Linked DNA regions of Mus musculus: regions 2, 3, 4 and 5 are each linked to region 1. A link is a contact called in public Hi-C, HiChIP or PLAC-seq and capture Hi-C data. All regions are on one chromosome and are shown on one strand. The core of a region is the stretch at or near the end of the contact, and the rest is flanking DNA. Distances in the headings are between cores, read along the strand shown.

Evidence for each region. A called contact is a pair of places that touch in the nucleus more often than the background predicts. HiChIP or PLAC-seq counts read pairs in DNA pulled down with a chosen protein or histone mark. Capture Hi-C pulls out chosen DNA fragments and counts their contacts.
Region 2: an H3K4me3 HiChIP or PLAC-seq map of bone marrow-derived macrophages shows a contact between it and region 1, with 5 times the contacts expected there. The contact joins two enhancer-like sites. A contact is called at or near these places in 3 of 484 Hi-C or Micro-C datasets (bone marrow-derived macrophages, macrophages and rod photoreceptor), 12 of 115 datasets of contacts at active chromatin or transcription factors (CD4 single positive thymocytes, bone marrow-derived dendritic cells, bone marrow-derived macrophages and 8 more) and 1 of 9 other capture datasets (embryonic stem cells).
Region 3: a Hi-C map of bone marrow-derived macrophages shows a contact between it and region 1, with 18 read pairs. The contact joins two enhancer-like sites. A contact is called at or near these places in 15 of 484 Hi-C or Micro-C datasets (CD4 T cells, CD8 T cells, the G1E-ER4 cell line and 10 more), 14 of 115 datasets of contacts at active chromatin or transcription factors (CD4 single positive thymocytes, bone marrow-derived dendritic cells, bone marrow-derived macrophages and 9 more) and 1 of 9 other capture datasets (liver).
Region 4: a contact with region 1 is called in an H3K4me3 HiChIP or PLAC-seq map of bone marrow-derived macrophages, with 10 times the contacts expected there. The contact joins two enhancer-like sites. A contact is called at or near these places in 12 of 39 promoter capture datasets (the 3T3-L1 cell line, 3T3-L1-derived adipocytes, HPC-7-derived erythroid cells and 8 more), 1 of 15 datasets of contacts at CTCF or cohesin (the NIH/3T3 cell line), 12 of 484 Hi-C or Micro-C datasets (the HPC-7 cell line, the Patski cell line, bone marrow-derived macrophages and 9 more), 2 of 115 datasets of contacts at active chromatin or transcription factors (bone marrow-derived macrophages and fetal liver) and 1 of 9 other capture datasets (bone marrow-derived macrophages).
Region 5: a capture Hi-C map of bone marrow-derived macrophages shows a contact between it and region 1, with 5 times the contacts expected there. The contact joins two enhancer-like sites. A contact is called at or near these places in 1 of 15 datasets of contacts at CTCF or cohesin (the NIH/3T3 cell line), 6 of 484 Hi-C or Micro-C datasets (CD4 T cells, Th2 cells, bone marrow-derived macrophages and 3 more), 1 of 115 datasets of contacts at active chromatin or transcription factors (bone marrow-derived macrophages) and 1 of 9 other capture datasets (bone marrow-derived macrophages).

The regions. Positions count from the first base shown.
Region 1 is chr10:98,493,228-98,495,927 of GRCm38.p6, reverse strand. No RefSeq gene overlaps it. Among named protein-coding and RNA genes, the nearest start is that of Gm34297, 43 kb to the left of the region's middle. Within about 2 kb of position 1,362, at least 12 of the 459 cell types and tissues checked have an H3K27ac peak or open chromatin away from gene starts, as enhancers often do. A contact at or near this core is called in bone marrow-derived macrophages, where this site is marked.
Region 2 is chr10:98,953,098-98,955,797 of GRCm38.p6, reverse strand. All of the region lies in intron 1 of Atp2b1 (ATPase, Ca++ transporting, plasma membrane 1), which reads right to left. Among named protein-coding and RNA genes, the nearest start is that of Atp2b1, 39 kb to the right of the region's middle. Within about 2 kb of position 1,292, at least 63 of the 459 cell types and tissues checked have an H3K27ac peak or open chromatin away from gene starts, as enhancers often do. A contact at or near this core is called in bone marrow-derived macrophages, where this site is marked.
Region 3 is chr10:98,971,183-98,973,882 of GRCm38.p6, reverse strand. The region is part of intron 2 of Atp2b1 (ATPase, Ca++ transporting, plasma membrane 1); the gene reads right to left. Among named protein-coding and RNA genes, the nearest start is that of Atp2b1, 57 kb to the right of the region's middle. Within about 2 kb of position 1,317, at least 22 of the 459 cell types and tissues checked have an H3K27ac peak or open chromatin away from gene starts, as enhancers often do. A contact at or near this core is called in bone marrow-derived macrophages, where this site is marked.
Region 4 is chr10:98,897,169-98,899,868 of GRCm38.p6, reverse strand. No RefSeq gene overlaps it. Among named protein-coding and RNA genes, the nearest start is that of Gm34346, 16 kb to the right of the region's middle. Within about 2 kb of position 1,323, at least 62 of the 459 cell types and tissues checked have an H3K27ac peak or open chromatin away from gene starts, as enhancers often do. A contact at or near this core is called in bone marrow-derived macrophages, where this site is marked.
Region 5 is chr10:98,876,782-98,879,481 of GRCm38.p6, reverse strand. All of the region lies in intron 2 of Gm34346 (a long non-coding RNA gene), which reads left to right. Among named protein-coding and RNA genes, the nearest start is that of Gm34346, 4.6 kb to the left of the region's middle. Within about 2 kb of position 1,386, at least 49 of the 459 cell types and tissues checked have an H3K27ac peak or open chromatin away from gene starts, as enhancers often do. A contact at or near this core is called in bone marrow-derived macrophages, where this site is marked.

The DNA of each region.
Region 1 (2,700 bases), core at 113-2,612:
TCCATAGAAGTCCGTGTTCCTTTTCACCCCTTACTAGGATCTGTGTGGTTCATCTGGACCCTTACTTTAAGATTTACCATAGGAAGACTGGAGAGGCAGCTCAGCAGTTAAGCACACTTATTGCTCTTGCAGAAGGCCTGGGTTTGGGTCTCAGCTCACGACAACTAGTAACTCCAGCTCTAGGGGATCTGGTGTCCTTTTCTGGCCTCACTGGCACCAAGCACACATGTGGTGCACATATGCACATGGAGGCACTGATGCATGGGCATAAAATAAAAATATTAAATCCTTAAAAAACCCTTTACACTGAAGATACCCAGTCTAGTGCTGAAAAATAGATATAAGTACGACGGTAACAATGACTAATAAAAACTGAGACCACGAATTTGAAAGAAAGCAAGGGAGAGTATGTGGGAGGGTTTGGAGGAAGAAAAGGAGGGAAGAAATCATGTAATTATATCATAATCTAGAGGTAAATATGCAATCTTGGGGCTGAAGGATATGGGTCATTCTGTAAAATGTCTTTTGTGCAAGCCCGAGGCCTGACTTTGGGTGGATGATACTCAAGTAAAAGAAGGTACACAGCTCCTATGTACATAACACAAGTACACACACACACACAATCACACACACACACACACTATACACACACACACTATATACACACACACACACACACATACTAAGAATAAATAGGTAGCTTAAGGTCATTTGAACACAGAGTAGCTAACCTAAGACTGGTTGCTACATATGCCAGATATGGTTGTAATTTTTTACACATATTAACCCACTTAAACTACAATATTTTCCAGAAAAATGTGTTACGAATACCTCCATTTACAAGTGGAGAAACCAAGGAAGAACAGGGTTTCATAATATGTTAAAAGTTTCCTAGGTAGTATATTGTAAACCAGGTCAGGTCCATATATATATGTATATAATATATTATATGTATATTTGTAAAATTTGCAAGACTTGAAAGGCATGTTTTCAAGAAACACTGATTAATACAGTCTACTCCATAGACAATATGTTGTGCTAGTCTTTGGAATTTCATTAATCTGAAAATTTCTATATAAAGACCATTAAAATTTGTAGTTTCTTTTCATGGAAAGAAAAAAAAAAGAGACAAATCTACAAAACCATTTTCTCTCTAATTGAGCTCAAATCAGCAGCCATACATCCTAAAAGTGTTAAGTTATGTTATTTTTGAGAAATGATGTGACATGCCCTAGATTTCAAATGCAGATGCTGCAGACAACCGAGTAAATTTCTGAATCAAAATCGCTATATAGGACATTAACAGGCAGGAACTGGGGTGGAGAGGCAGTACCCAGCTCTGTGGTTGGGATCCTGTCTGGAATACTGCCACCTAGCGATGCTAGTCCGTCATCTGCCCCCTCTTCGGAAGAATGCTCCTCACTGTGGCTTCTTCCCCCCTTCGCAGATATCCTAGTAACGGATTGTTCCTGCAGGGTTTTAAGGCCACCCACCCATGCTTTATAAACATAATTTACAAAGGAGGACAGACCGGTAGGATTGTGAAAGAGAGGGAGATGAACAGCAGAGGATTTATCAAGAACTCGTAAGCGCCCAACAGTCATGTAGATTGAAGAGAGGAGAAAAGCATGGAAATTAAGAATAACGGAAATAGGGTGAATAAAAAAATATTCGAAGAGAAGACGAGATGAGGAGGGATTTCTTCTTGTTGTTGTCTTGTTGTAAAATGAGAAATAGAAGTTAAAAAGTGGAATTATGAAGTTAGTAAACAAACAAACAAACAAACAAAAAAACCATAGGGACAAATACCAGTACGTATAAAGAATGACAGAAGAAAGCAGCCGAATAAACTTAGCTATTAATGAGAAGACTTGAAGGTCTCTTTTTAAAAAACAATAAAAGCAAAGTGTCACATTGGTTTCTCTTAAGTATAGTTGAACATTTCCAGTATCCTAGAGGAAGAAGTCATTTCTCTTGCTGTCTCCCCTGTGTAATGCTAATGGCCTTGTTGGATCTTGCCACTTGCTTCATTAAAATACTGGACACCTTTTGTGCTCTTGAGTTGCTGTAGAATCCACACACAGAACCCAGGGAGCATAGGGCAGCCCATCCCGAGAATTTATTTAGGGAGTTCTGGTTTTCTAGCATTCTTTGTAATGCTACTAAGCAGCTAGCCATATTTTGGGAATATACATTGAGGAAGATTATCAACTTTTAGTTATTTTTGTAATTCAAATCAGGGTCACTAATATATAAAAATGACAGCAATAGTGGTTGTGATAATATATTTCTCTGTTCATGTTTTAGAAAACACGTAACTCCACATTATCTTCTGTTCTCTGAACAGCCACATTGTTCAGTCATGGCTAGGGGAACCAGTCTCTTTTCTAGCCACGACATTTGAGCTTCGAGTATAGAGGACCTCTCCAAAGTTCTTACTTACTAAATGCCTTTTTATAGGATCACAAAACTGGGAAATAATGTTTTATTTTCCCGTAAAATTCAATAATGCTTGAAAATGACATGCATGACGCTGGGAAAGAGGCATTGTTACCTCCTACATGGCTGGGAATGTCTCTGGAGGAGGCCTGCTTGCTGCCCTCTAAGTTATTTCATGCATTAGAAGTTTTCTCTTTGGACCGTAGGAGCTGAGAAGGAACACATTCTTCTATGGTAAGATTCGGTTTATTACCCTTTCCA
Region 2 (2,700 bases), core at 43-2,542, 460 kb before region 1:
TGATACAGAACGAGCACTCAGACAACTCAAGCTATGGTGATGATTTTGACTAGCAACAAAATATTTTAACTAGATTCTACTATACACTTAATATTAACACTGTATCGTGGAGGGTGCATAGTATACATCTATTAAACAGACAAATGTGTTAATTTTGGTATTTGAAGGTATTTGATGTCCTTTCATACAGTGACTCCAGATGAAATTTAAAATTTTCAAAAAGCTGAAGAATTTTATAACAGCTAATTCCCAAACTAGGTTGGCTCATATTTGAAAGAATATCAAATGGTCACCTAAAGAGGGGAGAAAAGTTTTCTTCCTGTGGTTAAAATCAGATATTTAAATTATTAAATATTTAAGATTCTTGAAAAAAAACATTAAAGAAAACTAAGACAAAACCTGGAAAACTCCTTGCTGCATAATATTTAGGGAGGAAAACACAGAAACATATGTACCCAACAATTATAACCAAATACTGTAAAGAGACAAAAACCAGCAATTAGGAAGAAATGGGCAGTTAGCTTCCAGGTTATATTTTAAATAATAAATGAAAGATAAATATATTAAAAATTAAATAGTAAGCACACTTCCCTAATGTTCCAAATGTAATGTGCACAACACAAAGTCAAAATGCTGCTTTTATTAACTGCTTGGGACCCTGATTTTTTTTTAATCCACCAACAGTTTATGTAAAGATGCCAAGTGCAATGACATCAATGTCCTGATCGTATGTCCTTTGGCCACTTTAATAATGTAAGCACTGAGTAACATCTTCAATACGCTTACGAACCAACCAAGAGTGTATGCTTCACGCCAGTCTGAACAAGGAAAGGGAAACGGCACAGTACAATGAGACATCCGGCCTTCAGAAGAACCGTCTTAGAATCTGAACACAGAAAACCAAGTATCCAAAACCCAAAGTCCAGGTCTTTCTAGGGAAGAGAGGAAAAAACTTGAGACTTCACTGACCTTGTCTTGATGGAAACATCTAGGAGGAAGTAAAAAGCAGAACCCTTGCATTAGGTCAGCCGAATGCCAGTGCCATTTCTATAGACGAAAATCAGTCAAACAGCAACAGTTCCCCAGCACATGGAGGGGAACAGGAAGATCACTTTGAGCAAAAGCCCTCAAAAGAATAAAATAGAGCCCGGGTCTCCAGATCTATGATTACTAGATACACTGAATAAATCAGGGTAACTCAACGGGGGATGCATTCCACAGGGAGAAACAGGCTGGTCATCCAGAGCAAAGCAAGCAAAGACTGAGTAGGCTTGAGGAGGAAAACCCAGGCTTCGTGTAAACCACATTCAGCGTAAAGTGATAGAAGCACACTGTGAGGTTTAGTAGTCTGTGTGTCACAGATGGAAGGAAGTGAGTCACTAGCAGTAGTTACCAGAATTAAAGCGCACACCTGGGCAGGTACTGTTCTAAGTCGTTTTCTGTTACACACAATGTATGGCTCATGCTAGCTAATCCTCCCAATCCCCATGAACAAGGTTGTACTGGTTAGTTTTGTGTCAACTTGACACAGCTGGGGTTATCACAGAGAAAGGAGCTTCAGTTGAGGAAATGCCTCCATGAGATCCAACTCTAAGGCATTTTCTCAATTAGTGATCAAGGGTGAAAGGCCCCTTGTGGGTGGGACCATCTCTGGGCTGGTAGTCTTGGGTTTTAAAAGAGAGCAGGCTGAGCAAGCCAGGAGAGGCAAGCCAATAAAGAACATCCCTCCATGGCCTCTGCATCGGCTTCTGCTTTCTGACCTGCTTGAGTTCCAGTCCTGACTTCCTTGGTGATAAACAGCAGAATGGAATTGTAAGCTGAATAAACCCTTTCCTCCCCAACTTGCTTCTTGGTCATGATGTTTGTGCAGGAATAGAAACCCTGACTAAGACAAATTGGTACCAGCAGAGTGGGGTATTCCTGTGACAACCTGACCATGTTTTGGAGAGGACTGTGGAAGGACTTTGGAACTTTGGGCTTGAAGATCCATCCATTGTTAAGAGCTCTGTCGGATGTTGTGTAGGAGCTTGGAAGATAATGTTGAGAACACTGCAGAAGATGGAGGTCTGGTTTGTGAAATTTCAGAGGGAAAATTAAAGACTCTTTTCAGGGCCATTCCTGTTTTGATTGTGAAGATTCTGTAGTTCTGGTTAGCTGGGGCTGAAGAATCAGCTGTGATTAACAAGATACCAGAACTACTAAAGCAAAAACTTTGCATTACTGGGACTATTGATGCTGGTTAGCTGGAGCTAAGAAATTAGCGGTGATTAAGAAGAGACCAGCATCATTGAGGTGACATCTTCTGGGAAGTGTTTTCTGAGAGCACAGTGGCTGTGTTCCAGATATAGCCAAAGTTGTACATTGTGCTGTGGCTGGACTTGGTAATGTGTAAGGGTCACCCAGGTGGTACTGGTTTTGAAGGCATGAAGGAGTTGAGCAGAGCAGCTGAGGCTTGGCACTGTGAGAGGCCATGGAAGGCCATTGGTGAAAGTGCAGCCTCAGTTGCAATTGATGGCCCAGGACTGAAGGGGTCATGTAGTGTTTTGGAGATGCCAGTACCATGAGATGACCACCAAGAGCAGCAGCAGTAGTGGAGTACAGGCATCTGGAGCCTAGAGGATGATGCGTGTGCTACAAAGGGCATGGCTGGAGAAGTGACCCAAGCCCTTGGAGGAACCCAGAAGATCGTGAGTTGGATCC
Region 3 (2,700 bases), core at 68-2,567, 480 kb before region 1:
CTACTGTCACCTAACAATGAAACTTAGAAGCATAATAGAAAGCCAATGACATGTTACTTCAGGTTCAAGTATGACTTTTAAAGTTATATGCTTGCTACGGAGTTGGACAACTAATTAACACAGCTTAAAAAAAAAATCTATAAGCAATGAAAACAAGTGACCAGAGAAAGCATTCAATGCTCTACTGCAGGGGCAAGCAACCCTTTTCTCGGACCAGGCTGTGCGGGAGCGACATGGAACTCAGAAGCACAAGACCGTACATGCTAACACACCACAGCCATGCAAACATTGGTGCTAATCTGCAAAACCGAGCCCAAACCACAGGGCATGAGAGCATTTTTTTTTTAAGAGCCCCTAAGTCACTAATGATTTATCCCTAGGGAAAGGTCGATTTTCTCTAAGACTTAAACTGTATCACCACATGGAGACAAGGTCAAAGTACACAGGTGCCAGAGACTTACTTCTAGGGAGAGCAAATATCAGCTGCCACTTAAAACATGGAAACTAGGCAACCAATGACAACAGCTGCTATGCCTCTCCTGCCTCCCATCATGCACCGCCACTGTTCCTAATGACGTCTTTAGCTTCCCCTGTTGGTTTTTACTTTAGCCCCTCTTTTGCCTCATTTTGATAATCATCACTTAGAAAGCTCCGCTTCACCTGACTTCTTCCCTCTGTGGCGCACGAAGCCACGCCCGGTAACTCAGCATCTGTCTTTAATTTGTATTAATTCACTTTTATACCTTGTTTGGTGCAGTATTACGACATAACAAATATGATACGGGAGCTAGAGGCATGCATCCAGAAGCCTGCAGCAGAGTCTTCTCTGCCACCCAGCACAAAGCACAAGAAAGATAACGGGGGTAAGGTAGAAAAGATACCCGAAGCCACCGTGAAAGTTAGCGGACCGAGAAATGGGATTTAGAGCAGGAATAATAGACTCGATAGAGGAAAGTAAAACACGAGAGAAGAACAGTTTAAAAGAATTTTAGGTGTTAGGATGTTATAAACAGATTATTTTAGCACAAAGCTCCGAGGAACGTGAGATACATGCTTGTTCTAAAACATACCGCAAAAATATGACATTCCAAGTCTCACCTTCATTTTACCCTGAACTTTTAATTTCAATCCCCCTCTCAGGAATTATGACAGTTAATCAGAAGGATGGGAAAATTTCATCTGGCCCAAACATGTTCTACTGGTCTACAAATAACTACTTGTAGTATTCCTGAGAACGGACTCAAATGGTACCTTTTTAGAGACCACGTGGTAAGCTGGTAGGAAAAATGGGGAAGCAAGAAACCCAGCTTCCTGGACAGAAGGACATGCTTCTAAGGGCCTCAGTGTGAGAGGAACTCCACAGCCTGGCTACTGAATGCCTCCCAAAGGGCCCTTCCCTGAGTTTCCTGGCCATGTACTCTTGCTAATAGTTACTGCTTCCTTCCAGCCCCAGGCCAATGGGCCAAGTGATCATGATAAAAATCTCTAAAACCTTTTCTTCCTTCCAGCATTGATTATTTCAGGCATTTTGTTACTGACAGAGTTGACACACAAGACCATTTATCCACCATTTAACTCCAAAAATAAGTCTGTTTTTCCACCGAGGGGAAAAATTAAGAGACAAGAACAAAGCAGCTCTTTCTCGGTCTCTCAACCCTGCTGTAAGGTATACGGGCTGAGCTTTTACAAAAAGCAGCCCCTGTGCCAGTTAAAAGCATTGTCTCAGAGATACCACAGCTGAAGTGTCGCTTTGGGCAAGCTGTTTAACCTTCTTTTTGCCCATACAATAGGACGAAGGAGTTTTAAGGATAAAATGGACTTACATTTGTAAGGAAGTACCAATCTAGCACAACAAAGTTATGTAATGTAAGTGTTAGTGTTTTTGTTGTTGCTGTTCCTAAGAAAAACCTTGAGCTGCTCCTTCAGACGACCCAGACTAAGGCAGGCGACTCCAGCATGAGTTCTCTTCTCCACTCATTGTCCTCTTAAGCCTAATACGCTACCACAGTGTATTTAATTTAGACACTATACATTTAACATGGTGAACTGTCCCGCTCCTCTGAGAATAAAGTACAGATCTTTGTTTTACTCATGGATATATGCCCAGGGCCTAAAAAGTACCTGTCACAGAGCAGACACTTTCTAATATTATACTTGAGCAATTTTAAGGCACATATATATTATGGTAAAATTTCTGAGTGCCAGATGTAACTTAATTTTTAAAAAATTTTTTATTAAGATATTTTCTTCATTTACATTTCAAATGCTATTCCTAAAGTCCCCTATACCCTCCCTCCCCAACTCCGCTTCCTGGCCCTGGCATTTCCCTGTACTGGGGCATATGATTTCACAATACCAAGGGCCTCTCCTTCCATTGATGGCTGACTAGGCCATCCTCTGCTACATATGCAACTAGAAACACAGTTTTGTGGGGTACTGGTTAGTTCATATTGTTGATCCTCATAGGGCTGCAGACCCCTTTAGCTCCTTGGGTACTTTCTCTAGCTTCTTCTTTAGGGGCCCTGTGTTCCATTTTATACTCAGAATTTCCTGCAACAATTGCCAATACCCTTCCATCTCAGGGAGATATATGGAATCTATGAAACACACAAAGCACCAAGTCAGCTCAAAGGCCGTGTCGGGGAGTGACTCATAAACAAATGCACTGAAGGGACAGGGGATACCTTTAGTTTCAGCAAT
Region 4 (2,700 bases), core at 74-2,573, 400 kb before region 1:
GAGGAGATGATGCCCATTTTGAAGCTTGGATTCTGAACAATCAGCTTGGGCATGAGGGGTAAAAGGAGAGAGGTTTCATGTAGAAGGAACAGCATATGCCAAAAAAACCTAAGAAAGCTGAGGAGATACTAGCTTTTCCACACATCACAGCCTTGAGCACAGGATCTACCAAAAGCCGATTAAAGGAATGGAGTTGGAGAGAGAGGCTGAAGGCAGTGTCCTAATGTGACGGGAAGAATCTTAGACTTTCAAGGCAGTTGTGATGCTTAGCCCTACAGTCCCATTCCTCAGGAGGCTGGGGCAGCAGGGCATGGGCATTGAGGCCAGCTTGGGTTACTTCATCAGTTCTAAGACAGACTGAGTTCCAGACTGAGGCACTGCCTTCAAACAAATGAAGGCACAATCACCATCAATACGAATAACAACACGGGGAATGCAGAAATAGAGAGACACACTCAAGGAGAAACATTTAAAGATTTGTTTTCTATAAGGCTCCGCTCTCCACTGATGGCTGTACTTACAAAGGTTATTTCTCTTGTTGGTTATTGATACCAGTTGAAACATCTGAAGCAAATAAAATACGTTAAAGATTAAATATGTATGTATGTATGTATGTAATTGTGTGTATGTATATCCTTGTTGATAATCCTGAGTGGTGTATGGGGAAGAATAAAAAAGAGAAATGAGATAGAATAGTAAGAGAGTTAAAAAATGATATATTTAAATATATAAGAGGAATACAAACACATAAGAGAGGCTAACAACTTAGGGGGTAAGATAAAAGAATAGAAAATAGAGAACTCCCGTTTAGGACAAATGCTTGAGCAATGTATAACACACACACACACACACACACACACTGAAAATTTTATACATATAAAACTTTCTATTGTATATGCACATGGTTCCTATAAACACTGTAACCGACTTAACTCTACAGATATGGGTAAAAACATATTTTGGATTTGGCATTAAATATCTACTGAAGCTAAAATTGTCACATTTAATCAATTGCCATTAATCCAGACAACTAGAACGTATTGATCTAGGAAGGAGCCCAATGGCAAAACCATTTTCCAAAAAGAGACAAAGTCTTTGTAGGAGAAACACAAGGTGCGACTCCATCAGCAGCAAATAAAAATAGTGGAGCCCCCAAAGGGCCTGTGCAGTAAGATGAAATGATTGAAAACTCCAAGCTCTCTTTCGGTTTGGGCAAGTTCTTGGTCAACATTCAAGAGGTTTATTTCTGGAGGTGTTCTGTTTCTTCCTTGCTGCTGGTGTTGTTTTAAAGAGCAGGTACTTTCCTGCAACCCAGGCTCCTTCTTCCTGTTGCTTCATCCCAGCCTCATTTCTGCAGAGATCTTGAGTCTCCTTCTCATGCTATACAGTTGAAGGATAGTTGACAGTATGAATTCTAGGGATCCAACTAGTGAGGGACATAGTTTTAATTAGCAAGCAGTCACTCCTCTGGTGGGTCTCAAATAATAGAACATTTAGGAACTTACTCCACTGATGTGTTTAATTCTTTCGTTCCAAAATAGCTCAATTCTTATGTTACCATGGAATGACTTTTCATTGTGCAAACATTTCTCTTGTCTGTTTGGTTCCTCCTCCTAAAAAGGGATGTGTAGCAATTGCCCAGTTCACATTATTGTGGTGGTGATGGTGACTCAGGACATTGAAAGACATGTGACTTTCGGACTTTTCCCCCCCATGTCATTTTCCACTATAGTTCACGTAGTGCATGCACTAATTGCAGGCATCTCATGTAATAATTTGTAAAGTTTTCCATGACTGCAGAGATGCCCAGACTTTTAATACTCTATGTGGACAAAAGTCCATTTTCCTCTGTTGTTGCTTCCTTGTTTGGCTGCCAAGCTTGCTGATAGCAACCTAATGAGCAGAGAGTAAACTATTATTGCTTTAATTGGTCTCCACTGCTAACTCTTAGGAGGCTTTTAGAAATGCATTTATTATATAATTAAGAGATTTGTGATTCCTTTTAAGTTATCGGCCATAAAAGGCCTGGTTTAATATCATAATTACAGTCACTTCTCTTGTTGCTCTGGGTCAGCAGTCTAGTCTCACCCTTAGAGATTGGTTTTTCAAAGTCAAGTTGTTCCTGTTAGAGCGTTTCATTCACAACCCAACTTCCGGTGCGCTTCTCATTTGTAAAAACCACAACCTCACCAATTCCACGAAGATTAAAATCACCGGTCTGTTTGTGTCCGTTTCTCATTTACTACTCTGATTCTCACATCTATGGCTTTAGAGATGCTCCACTTTAATACTCAAAGCTGTAGCTTGGTAATTTAGGCCACGGTAAAGTATATGCTAGGGAAATGTTCTGAGTTTAAAATATGGACCTGACAAAGAGAACATTTTTAGATGTCAAGAAAGTTTTCTTCTATTGTGTTTGTTGCATATCTATTGTGTCTAAGCCTTTATTCTGAACCCTCTTGCCCTTGCTTTCTGACTACTTTATGTTTTGTTTTTCTTGAGCATGGCTGGATTCTTCCTTGGTGCTTGTGTAAGGTGGTCTACCTCCCTTGTCAACAGGCCCGCTTACAGTTTGGAATCTTGGATTGCCGCGTCTTAACTCTATCTCTCTACTCTGACAGCACAGAACTTGATCATAGTAGGTAAATACAGTTGATGTTCTTTGTTACTTGATGGGGAATTAGCTAGTGAAAGATTTAA
Region 5 (2,700 bases), core at 137-2,636, 380 kb before region 1:
TGCTATCTATATTTAAAATGTGGGACTGGCACCTAATATCATTTTTAGCTATTTTATACTTTGAAGGTACTGATCTAGAATACTGTGTGATATTTGAGTACAGTATCTTCCATCTCTTTGAATAGAGCTATTTTCCATTTTGAAAAAGGATACTGTTTTTGAAAAGTCCGGGTCACTTGTCATAGAGAGAGTCCTAAATTCTGTTTGTTTGATTGCTTCTTCAGAATTAGATTTAGGTTAAAGTCTTTTCAGTGTTTTGGGCAGTAATAGCACACAGGTGAATGTCAGGTTATGGTCCTGTGTTGAGGGACTGAACATTTAACTTCATCAAGGCGAGAAGTTCAAGATTCTTCATTGTGGGACCACACTTTCTCATCTTAGGTTAATGTGTTTTGTGGAGTGTTTCTGAGCCTAAAACATCAGCATCCAGGGAGGATCTTTACCTGGATTTGTTACTTCAGCGGTGGGTGCCAAATCCCCATTATCTCTCCTTGTTTCTGTTGTGCCAGGATCTTACACCCCTGGGACTCTGCAGTTGTAAAAGATGCAGGAAGCCAACTATGGAGTTAGATGCAGGTGAAGGAATGGCTCAGGTGATGCCAGGGTCCACCAGTGCTAGGCAGGGCATGTAATGGTGAAGCAAATCTGCTACTCTGGTGACAGTGAGTTTCAATTCTGTCACTTTGGGTGGAGACAGTTTCCATAGCTTAGCTTTTCTTTCTTTCTGTTTTTAAAAGTGTTTTTAGGGGAAGAACAAAAGGATTAAACCAACACAACCTCTTTAGCACCGTTTTCTCTCCTTTTTGCTCCCTTTCCCTCCCCTCTCATTCCCTGATCTTTCATCAAAGGCACTAAATGTATGTTTAAAAATTTTCTCCAAGTTTTTTACTCTTTCATCTATCTCTTCTAATCGACCAGTTCTTAACATTGTTTTCTTCTGGCACAATTGTCCTGCTGGCTTTTCTTGGTAGAACAAGGACTTGAGGAAGTTGGAAGCAGTTTTTCACTTTGATTTTCTTTTTTTTTTTTTTTCTTTTTAGGAAGTAACTTTTAGTTATGACATATATGGTCCCAGCTCAGCTCTTCACATCAGAAAATACATAGTTTTGGAAAAAAATAATATATTTTAAGAGTTATCACAGTATTTTTCTCCAGTAATTGTCAGCATCCCAGCTGTACCCTGTTTTTTTTTAAAAAAAAAAAGCATTGTTCTGCCAGCTACATACATTCTTTTACTAAAGCTGAAAAATGGAAAGCTCTCTCTCTCTCTCTCTCTCTCTCTCTCTCTCTCTCTCTCTTTCCTGGTAGTGTCTAACCACATATCTGAACTCTGGTTTCACATAGGCAGTTGTTGATGCTCAGCAGATACATGTTATGTACAAAAGTCATGCTGCCAGGGTATGGAAATTAGGGTGAGGACCTCTGAGAAGGTGTCTACTTAACTCGCCAGTCATCTAGTTTCTATGGTAACGATGACAAACAACTGGGCGTAGTGGAACACCCTGTAAACCAGAACTGGGGAGGCAGAGGCAAGATGATTGCAAATTTGAGGTCAACCCAGGATTACATAAAAAGTTCCAGGCTAGCCTGAGCTACAAGATAAGACCCTATGAAAAACAAAAAACCCAAATAAACAAATAACAACATATGCTCTCTCTCTCTCTCTCACACACACACACACACCAATAAATGTGAAAAAGAAATAAAATTTAAAAAGTGAACCCTGGCAATGATACACACACACACAGAGAGAGAGAGAGAGAGAGAGAGAGAGAGAGAGAGAGAGAGAGAAGAGAGAGAGAGAAACAGACAGGCAGACAAACAGACACAGAGAGAGATAGAGAGAGTCAGTATATGTGTGTATGTATGGACATCAGAAGATCATGGTCAGTTGGTCAGGTTTGGTGGCATCTTTGCCTGTTGAGACATCTCTGGCCACTCACTTTATTATTTAAAGAAATAGTTCCCCCTCCCCACACCCAGTGCAGTGTATTTACAAAATAGTCTTTTTAAAAAAAATCCTACAACCTCCAAATGTACTCTTAACAGTTCTGTCTAAATAATTTATAACCCAAAATTATAATAATGCTATAGAATATGATATAGTTTTTACATTGAAAGGTGTCGTTTTGTGATCTGATAAACTTTCAATTCAACTCTTTGCACAAAGTTTAGAGAATAAAGTGGTGCGGAAGGATAGGAGACGGTCTCCCTCAGTACATTCCACAGCATTGCTTGTCAGAGTGTTTCAAGGGTTAGGAAGGAGATGAGCCCTTTCTCAGAGATGTACTTGACCCTGTGTCTGCCTTGTTTTTCCGGGTAAAGGACACTAGTTTAATCCCTACAATCCTTCCGCGGCTTGACATAGAGTATATCACACAGGGTAGGTGAGGTTTGAAGATCCTTCTAAAACCTACTTAATATTAACCAGGAGTTTTATAATCCTAATTGCCTGTAAACATTATTTCTTCTATGTATTAAACTAACGCAACATGAAGCATGTATTTAAATAGCAAAACATCTTGAAAACAGTGACCCTTATGCTCCATAGAGGTCACTTCTGAAATTAAAATTTAGTGACTCTATGCTGGATGTTAAGGCTTACATCAAATGATTTTTAAAGGTGGTTTCAACTTTAAAATAATAAAAGTCCAGCTGTTAGTAAAATCTTATTTTCAACATTAAATATGATAGCATGTG